Regions from separate parts of the Mus musculus genome. Here region 2 is linked to region 1. Evidence: chromatin contacts called from public promoter capture Hi-C data. All regions are on one chromosome and are shown on one strand. The core of a region is the stretch at or near the end of the contact, and the rest is flanking DNA. Distances in the headings are between cores, read along the strand shown. Region 1 overlaps Coro1c (coronin, actin binding protein 1C). Region 2 overlaps Acacb (acetyl-Coenzyme A carboxylase beta).

What was found. Capture Hi-C pulls out chosen DNA fragments and counts their contacts.
Region 2: a contact with region 1 is called in a promoter capture Hi-C map of adipose tissue. The contact joins two enhancer-like sites. A contact is called at or near these places in 1 of 115 datasets of contacts at active chromatin or transcription factors (embryonic stem cells) and 1 of 9 other capture datasets (adipose tissue).

The regions. Positions count from the first base shown.
Region 1 is chr5:113,880,978-113,885,690 of GRCm38.p6, forward strand. Coro1c (coronin, actin binding protein 1C) reads right to left here. Exons shown (of 11, transcript NM_011779.3): 2 at 981-1,180. The coding sequence starts at 1,175. Among named protein-coding and RNA genes, the nearest start is that of Gm42005, 10 kb to the left of the region's middle. Within about 2 kb of position 2,279, at least 94 of the 459 cell types and tissues checked have an H3K27ac peak or open chromatin away from gene starts, as enhancers often do. A contact at or near this core is called in adipose tissue, where this site is marked.
Region 2 is chr5:114,196,598-114,201,310 of GRCm38.p6, forward strand. It overlaps Acacb (acetyl-Coenzyme A carboxylase beta), which reads left to right. Exons shown (of 52, transcript NM_133904.2): 11 at 63-224; 12 at 1,580-1,743; 13 at 3,643-3,793; 14 at 3,899-4,002. Among named protein-coding and RNA genes, the nearest start is that of Acacb, 33 kb to the left of the region's middle. Within about 2 kb of position 2,719, at least 74 of the 459 cell types and tissues checked have an H3K27ac peak or open chromatin away from gene starts, as enhancers often do. A contact at or near this core is called in adipose tissue, where this site is marked.

The sequences.
Region 1 (4,713 bases), core at 1,029-3,528:
TTATAAAAAGAAAAATGCTTTAACTCCAGGCAGACCGTGAGTTCCTGACCTGGCTGACAGGCCGTGGCTGTCCTCTCAGCTGGCTGGCCTGAGCCCTAGCAACAAAAAAGTCAAGTTCCTGAGCACTCCCCACTACTAATAAAGGACTACACATGCTGGAGACGGCCCAGTGGCTAAGGACATGTCCAGATGGCGTAAGTTCTAGTCCCTGCACCCATAGCAGGGGGCTCGCAACTATCTGTAGCTCCAGGGGACCCAATTCCTCTATCGAAGCCAAGCACAGGTACTAACCAGAACAAGCTAGTCCCGGACATCTGAGAGTACAGGAACCGGAAGCTTCCCCACGTGATGTCAAGCTATGCTCTTGAGGTGGACGCTGACTTTCAGAACCCACGATCCACAGTGAGGCGTGCCCCAGTTTCCCATTGCGGCCTGTAGATTTTCAGCGCAAGGTGACGGCTGGCTGTACTCAACACCTGCACTTCCACGTCATGTTGTGGCACTACACCCTTAGCTCTGGAGCTCAGGACTTTTCCTCCTACAAGCTAAGGAGAACAGGCACACAAATGCTCCATCTTACACCCAGCTGGGGCGGCTCAGGAAAAGAGCAGTGCGCCCCTGAGAAGGAGTGCACACAGAGCCAGCCAGTCAAACAGTATAAATCCTGGGCTGTAGCTTACTACTGAGACTCGGGATAAACCGTGAATCCTGTGTTGGGTCTGTCTGTGTAGACACCTCCAGCACCCGCTACTCTGGCAGCAGGGCTGGGACCAGGGTCATATACACCTAAGCAACAGGACAACGAAGTCACAGAGCTAAAACCCATCCCTTGGGACATTTTCTTGAGCTTGTGGTCAATTTACAACTCAAAACCCGAAAGGCCACAGGCTGAAGAGATGGCTCAGTGGTCAGAGCCCTGGCCGAGGACCTGAGTTCCTTGTATCTCCAGCTCCAGAAGGGGATGTCGCTCGCTCACTCACCTTGTGCAGAGGGAGCACCAGGAAGGCCCCTCCCCCACTCGCTTCTATGATGATGGCCACGAATCTGGGGTTGACGGCACAAAAGGAACTGTCCCAGGTGACTCGGGAGACACGGATGTCGTCATAGCACTGGTCATTCTTCACCGCCTGTCCAAAGACGTGGCGGAACTTGCTCTGCCGCACCACTCGCCGCATCGTGTCTGTGAAAAGAGAGCAGCGAGAAGTGTGTGAGAGCTGCGTGCACCAAAGCTGCGCTTCCACACCAGGCAAGCTGGAAACAGCACCTCGGCACGGCCGGCGCTCCTGGAAGGTGCAAATCCCAGATCCTGTGCAGAAGAAGCGGGGAGAGCACGGCAAAACAGGTGGCAAAGCTCACAGCATCCAGAGGCAGAAGAGAGTGCTCACTTCAAGAGAAGGATCAAGGCAGGACCTGAAGGGAAATCCACCTTTCGGGGTGGGTGGGAAAACACATTCCACCCTTCCTACTTTGGAGATAGGAAACCACCTAAGCGAAGGAGCTTTGTGGGTGGGAAGCTGAAGGAAATCCTCAAACAAGACGTGATTTGGTGGCTTTCTCCTCAGCCTGCCAGGGTCGGTTTCCAGTTCTTCAACACCCTCCCTCACGCCGACACCAGCATCCCTCTGTCTGAGCACTGTGCTGGCTCCTGAGTCACTCCACACCACCAGCTATGCAGGCTCAGGAGCAGAGAGGCTGCTGCCCTGGCCCCCTGTGCTGCCCACAGAACTACCCAGACCGCCCGCTGGCTGCCAAGGGCCAGTGAGGAAATCTGACCTGAGGCTGCCACAGAAGTCAAGAGCCGGGTCTTAGAACAAGGAGCTGTAATTAAACGGGAAGTGGCTGATGAAGGCCTCAGGGACAGGGAGTCTGCCAGCTCCATTCTAGCCAACGTGAAGAGCTATACACTGGGCTACAAGCCACAGCAGCCAAAGCCTGAACTGCATGGCAGAGGCAGCTGGACAGAAGGAAGGGAACACGCCAGTGTGGAGGAGAAAAGAGACCAGGATGGAGGCTCAGGGTCAGGCAACTCAACTGCTTGTAGAGGAAGCTGGGCATGGGGATTGTGGGTGACAGCTGGCTGGGGCCCTGGGACCTCTCTGGGGAGCCAGATGGGCATGAACATGGGAGGCTTGGTGCTTCTTTCGGGCCCCAGGCCCCACACCTCAGGTTTCTAGCCAGCACTTGATGTAATTTTCCCGTCTGCTGCTGTACAGCATTCTGTTCAAAAAGACAAATGGAACTCGGATAAAGAAAGCTAAGTGGAGCCGGCACACAGCCAAACCCTGACAAATTCACAGAAAACTAGACCGCTGTGAAGAGAAGAGGCCAACAGCTGTCTGTCTGTGCCATGTGGGACCTGAGGTGGGCAATGCTATTTCTCGCCGTCTACATCCCTCCCACTGCTAGACACAGAGAAAGTTTATGCCAGAGCCTCTGTCCACCTTTGCAAGGCTTGTGTAGCAGTGTCCTCTCTGCACTGCTGGAGCATGTGGCTGGGCAGAGCTGGAAGCCCAGTGGCACGACCCCACACCCTGCATTCTGTAACCCAGCTGCTATCTGTCCTTCCCTGCTGCCTCCTGGGACTGTACACTTTGAATGCTTGGTACGAGATGCTAAGGGCTTACACTGGGCCAACAGCATTCACTGTGGAACAGTGTGAGTTCTTCCTTCAGCAGTGAGTCAGACACAGCTTCTACTGTGGCAAAGACTCAAGGAACACACCTCCATACTGGTCGCTCTCCAAAGCCACCACCTTTTCAGCCATTCTACAAGTCACCATTCTACAAAGGCTAGAGCCCCCACCAGCACATCCAGCAAGCGTTTCAAAAGATAAGGCTCAGTCAGCAGTTAGAGTGTTTATTGCTCCCTCAGAGCCCCCACATTTGGTACACACACACACACACACACACACACACACACACACAAGCACAAAACAATTTCAGTTAGCCGGATATAGTGGCACATGTCTTTAATCCCAGGCACTTGGGATGCAGACGCAGGCAGATCTCTGAGTTCAAGGCCAGCCTGGTCTACTGAACAAGTAGGCAAAGCTATACAGAGAAACCCTGTCTCAAAAAACAAAAAAAAACAAAACAAAAAAAAAAACAAAACAACTCAATAGAAAAGTATGCAAAAACAAAACCAAACATGTCTGCAGGTCTGTCTTGCTCGCGCTCTGCGCTCTCTCTCTCTCTCTCTCTCTCTCTCTCTCTCTGCCCCCCACCCCCCCACACACACATACACAGGGAGATGCACACATAGAGGGGGATGCACGGGCATACACACCATGTATAAGGAGAGAAAGGGAGCCCACCAGAGAGCAAACCCAACAACCAAGCTCAGAAGAGAGAAAGTGGGTGTCACTGAGTGACTGGTGTCACGGAGTGACCACTGTGGATGTCCCTACACTCACCGAGCATCTTGTGTGGAGCTCAGAAGGACAGAGGCGTGTTGTAAATCCCTAGCAGAAGCAGGAAAGAGAGCGTGCACACACACATAAACAGATACATATGCAGAAAAGAGAGCGTGCACACACATAAACAGATACACATGCAGAAAACAAAGTGTGCACACGCACATAAGGACACCTGCTGCACAGCCTGGTGACCTGAGTGTGGTCCCCAAACACATGTGAAAATGGCAAGAGAAAACCGCATCCACAGTGCTGTCCTCTCATCTCTGTACATGTTACCACACACACATACATACACACACGTGCCCCCACATACACACACATAGTATACACACAGACAGGTACCCACACATACACAGTGTACACACATAAACATACAACAACAACAATAATAATAATAATCACATTTTTAAAAAAGCACTTCAGCCCCAAGGTAAAGCCATACTTTCTCTAGTCAACTGACTTTCAACATGAAATGAAACCACTCACGGGGCATGGAGTGTCAACAAAGGGCGCTGACCCAGCAGGCCAGCCCTGAAAGCAAGCAAACAGAAAGATGCTGGTGATGGAATGGGTCAGGAGCCTGGACACAGGAACTGAGCCCACAAAGCCCCCAGGAGACACAGCAGCGAATCTTCCTGGCCCTGGACAGCAAAAGCAGCTCACGTCTGACACTGTGCAAGCAACATAGAGACGGAGCTGACAGGGCTCAATGAGACGGAAAACTGACCTCTCCAAGTCAGCCTCTGACCTCCACACGTACACCATGGCACACACGTCACAGCAACACACACTAACTAAAGTAAGTAAAAATATACACCGACATTTGCTGCAAACCCTAAATCGAATAAGGCATTCACTGATACCTAAAATATATAAAGAACTTATTGAAAAGGAGACAGGATAGATAGGGAGGACAATTTAAAATCCTCAAGGTAGACTTGCCAGGCATGCTGGAGGCAGGAAGATGAGGTATTCAAAGTCAGCCTCGGCTACAGGCAATCTTGCTTTTGCCTACTGTATGTGAGACCCTGGGTATATAACCAGCACCATTCCGCAAATGGGCTGAAGGCTCAAAGGGACATGCATCTGTCCAACGCACACAGAAGGTCTGTCACTTAAAAAGTGAAAACCAACCCCTCCATGAAAGGGTCCTTTACCCCAGCATAAAACCCAGCAGCCAGAGAATCGCTGATGTAGGATGGGCTGCTCTGGATCTCTAGGGTGTCGGGTGGGCTGAGCTTTGGAAGGGCCTTTCGGTGCCTTGTGCTCTAACAGATTTCCATCTGACCTGGCTCTTG
Region 2 (4,713 bases), core at 1,469-3,968, 320 kb after region 1:
ACTCTTCATGTCTCAGGGCCAGGATCCTAGCACACTAACCTGTGCGATGGGTTCTTCCTTAGATCGCCATGGGCGTGCCCCTGCACCGACTGAAGGACATACGGCTTCTGTACGGAGAGTCCCCCTGGGGAGTGACCCCCATTCCTTTTGAAACCCCCTTGAGCCCTCCCATTGCCCGAGGCCACGTCATTGCAGCCAGGATCACCAGCGAAAACCCAGATGAGGCAAGTGTGGGTCCCTGTGTCTACACCAACTGCAGACTTGTGGCGAAGGGTGGGCCCTGGTCTTTGGTGTGGGTATGCTGGCACTCAGAATTCTCAGCTTATACCCAAGAAACTCTGGGTGGAAGCTATTGGTCATAGCTTTGGGCTTCAGCAAGCACTTCACATGGCCCCTCACTCCCATGGCCTCACTGGGTGGTGGTCATGTTCCAGCCTGCCGGGGTCAGGTAAGCCCTCCCAACTCGCCACACGGTTCCCATCTTTGGCTTGTGTAGCCAGGTTTGGAGCCCAAGTTCTGGGGTTTCTTGGTTTCTGTGCTCTTTGCTGTAGTCCTGTGTTTTAGGGAGCCTGTGGGAGGTCCCCTTGAGGCTTATTCTTCTTCCTTGGGTCTTGAAAACAATTTAGCTGGCTTCATTGCTTCCAAACCAACCCCTCATTGTTCTGGGGCTCACCAGTCTCTTCTGGTTTCTGTGTGTGTGTGTGTGTGTGTGTGTGTGTGTGTGTTATGAGTACACTGTTGCTGTCTTCAGACACACCAGAAGAGGGCATTGGATCCCATTACAGATGGTTGTGAGCCACCATGTGGTTGCTGGGAATTGAACTCAGGACCTCTGAAAGAGACTGCTCTCAACTGCTGAGCCTTCTCTCCAGACCTTCCTGTTTTATTTTTTAATCAAAGATTGTGTGTGTGTGTGTTTAAAACAAGGCCTTTCTATAATAACTCTGGCCTCAGACTCACAGAGATATGCCCAATTCTGCCTCCAGAGTGCTGGGATTAAAGGCATGTGCTACCATACCTAGTTTATTTAAAATTAATATATAATATATATTATATATATGTGTGTATATATGTTTATATATATATATATACACACACACACAATATACATACACACGTATATACAAATATATGTATATATGTGTGTGTATATATATACATATATATATATATATATACACATACATATATGTGTGTGTGTGTTTAGTTTATGCATATGAGCGTTTTGCTTGCTTGCATGTGTGTACACCATACGTGGGCCTGCTACTGGAGGAGAGCAAAAGAGGGTGTTGGACTTCCTGAACTGGAGTCACATATGTTCATGAGCCACCGTGTTGGTACTGAGAACCACATCCAGGTTCCCTGCAGGAGTGGGCAGTGTTCCTAACCACTGAGTGTCCTTCCCACTCTTCACTTACATTTTTAGCTATGAAAATGTCCAGTCTGTGAGTGCTGTGGGGATCGAACACAGGTCCTTCTGCTTGGGAAGTCAGTGCTATTTGCGGGACTGGGCTATCTCCCCAACCAAGTGCTCAGAGAACTGACTTCTGTTTCTCTTTTTCCTCTGTCTGGGCTCCAGGGCTTTAAGCCAAGCTCGGGGACAGTGCAGGAGCTGAACTTCCGCAGCAACAAGAACGTGTGGGGTTACTTCAGCGTGGCCGCTGCTGGGGGCTTGCACGAGTTCGCCGATTCCCAGTTTGGGCACTGCTTCTCCTGGGGCGAGAACCGTGAAGAGGCCATTTCGTCAGTATCTCCGGTTCCCTTCCCGTTCCTCCAACCCCGCTTCCCAGTTCTAGAAACATTCAGAAGTACTTGTGTATAGGCCTGAATACCTGAGTTTGACCCCAGACTCCACAAGGCAGCTGGAGGTGCATGCACACGCATACACACACATACACACACATACACACACACATGCATGCACACATACACCAAACTCCTGTGACCCATTTATACTTGCAACAGTGTGCATGCACCTGCACACACACACACACACACACACACACATGCACACATGCACACATACACCAAACTCCTGTGACCCATTTATACTTGCAACAGTGTGCATGCACCTGAACACACACACATGCATGCACACATACACCAAACTCCTGTGACCCATTTATACTTGCAACAGTGTGCATGCACCTGCACACACACACACACACATGCATGCACACATACACCAAACTCCTGTGACCCATATATACTTGCATCAGTGTGCATGCACCTGCACACACACACACACACACACACACACACACACACACACAGGTCCTTCCCTATGCATCACTTACTGTTTTAAGTACTGAAGTTCAAGAACAATTCTCTTCCTCTGTTGGAGACCTGTGGTGAAGAGCAGGGAGCCCACCAGGCCCCTGGGTCTTGAGTGTGCAAGAGAGCTAACTTCAAAGAGACCCTAAACCATTCAAAGCTGTCTAAACGGTGCCCAGCACTCGGCTCAGGAGAGGGTGGGGGCACCTTTAACACCTCATAGTTTGCACACCATCTTTACTCCAAGACTCAGTTTCTTCTGGGGTTCCTCTTCCTCCCTGCTCTCTACTCCACGCTTGTGACATGGCCTGTGATCCCTGCTTAGCAAATCCTGTCACAGTTAAACAGACTGAGAAACTCATATTAACCCAATACTCCCCCTGTCTTTCCTCTTAACATCTCCCTGCCTCTACACCAGTCCAGGAAGGTGAAACGCACTTTGTGTTGTAGTTAAGCATCCTGTGCTGCCAGGCAACCAAACCACTCTTCAGAGCGTAAAGAGCCCAAAGGCATCGAGAGTATTTCATTTAAAAAAATGTTAGACTCTGGTCTGGCTGTTTAACTGTGAATTGATTTAGGGTGAGAGTTTGACAGTTTTGATGGTGCTGTCCCTCTGTCAGCTTAGGCTAATTCATTTTAATCGTGTTCCGTGGCAAACTGAGGTCCTCCGGGAAAGTGGAGGGAGACTTGCAACAAATGAGACTTAATTAACGGAAGGAAGTGGGTGGGCCCGGCATGTTCCCGGAGAGGCTCAGACTGTGGCGCTGTCTGCAGCTGCTACAGACTTAGAGAAACTCCAGCTTATACTGCTGACAGAGTCTAGCAGAGGAAAGCACTTGCCGGACTCTGTGATTGGCTCCCTGATCCGTGCTATAGACAAACCCCTCTGTGGCAGTCAGTCTTCCTCAGTTGCGTGGCCGAGTTACATACAGATTTAGGTCCTGAGACTGACCTGTGGCTTCATGTGACCTCCCCATGACACACCTGGACAGAGCAGCCAGGGGACAGGCAGAAGTGGCTTTTATGAGACAGGAGATGGGAATAGACCAAGGGGAGGCCGAACAGGCGCTCAGTCAGAGAGGCCCCACCCCTTTCTTCGAATCATTACCTATCAGGATGATCTAAACTCTGAGACCTGTTGACTGCAACGGCATTATGTGGAGCATCCCTCAAGTACTGCAGGTGGCAAGGTTATCACCCCATTTTTCAGACGAGGTAACTGAGGCCCCGGGGTGGTTAAGTTACTCAAGTGAGGTCACTCAAGCCGGTCCATGTGCCTCCCGTGCGCTCAGACGCACTGAAAAAAACAAATCCCAAACTTCCCAGGAACCGTGGGTAAACGTGGAAACCAGTCCTGTGTCTCTCCAGGAACATGGTAGTGGCTTTGAAGGAACTGTCCATCCGGGGTGACTTCCGGACCACTGTGGAGTATCTCGTTAACCTTCTGGAGACCGAGAGCTTCCAGAACAACGATATCGACACGGGGTGGCTGGACCACCTCATCGCTCAGCGGGTGCAGGTAAGAGGCCGCTTTACCTCTCCACCCTCCCTCCCAGGGCGGGGTGTGGGTGTACGCAGAGATCCGTGCTTCCCGCGGGTACTGAGACCTGGAGTCTTTTTCTAGGCAGAGAAGCCGGACATCATGCTTGGGGTGGTGTGTGGGGCCTTGAATGTGGCAGACGCGATGTTCAGAACCTGCATGACGGAATTCTTGCACTCCCTGGAAAGGTAGGGCGCACAGTCTTCTCCTTGCTCTCCTGGGATGTGGGGACAGCATGGAAGGCAGGCAGAATGAGGCTTTTGCTGTTGCTGTTGTTCGGAGATGACTCTCGATCCTCCTGCCTCTGCCTCCTGAGTGCTGGGATCACACGCATGTGCACCACGCTAGGTGGTGGGCTTTGAGGGCGGGTCAGTCGCCACCGAGCTGGGACTGCTCTCCTGTGGCCTGCGGTTCACACTGCCTGGGAGAGACTACTGGTGGATATGGGGAGGCTTGCGGATCTGGAGGGCCCGTGGGGCAGGGTGAAGCTGGCGAGGAGGCTTCTGCTTGGATCACTGTTGGGCAGGACTGTCCTGCCTATGCATTGAAGGGTGACAGCGGAATTTATGTCTCCTGCCTATTAGAGGCCATGAGAGGCCATTCCCTGAGTGTCCCAGCAATAAGAACAAATTATCCTCTCTTTAGAAGTGACAAAGGAAAGACAAAATGTCCCCACAAAAAGCATGAAAGACAAAGCCAGTAGTGGTCACTTAACACCTATGATTGGCAGCCCATGTACTAGAGGGTGGCAGGCCACAGACTGGACATCTTTACCTCGTTTATTTATTTATTTAAGATTATTTATTTATTTATTTACTTATTATATGTGACTACACTGTAGCTGTCTTCAGACACTCCAGAAGAGGGAGTCAGATCTCATTATGAGATGGTTGTGAGCC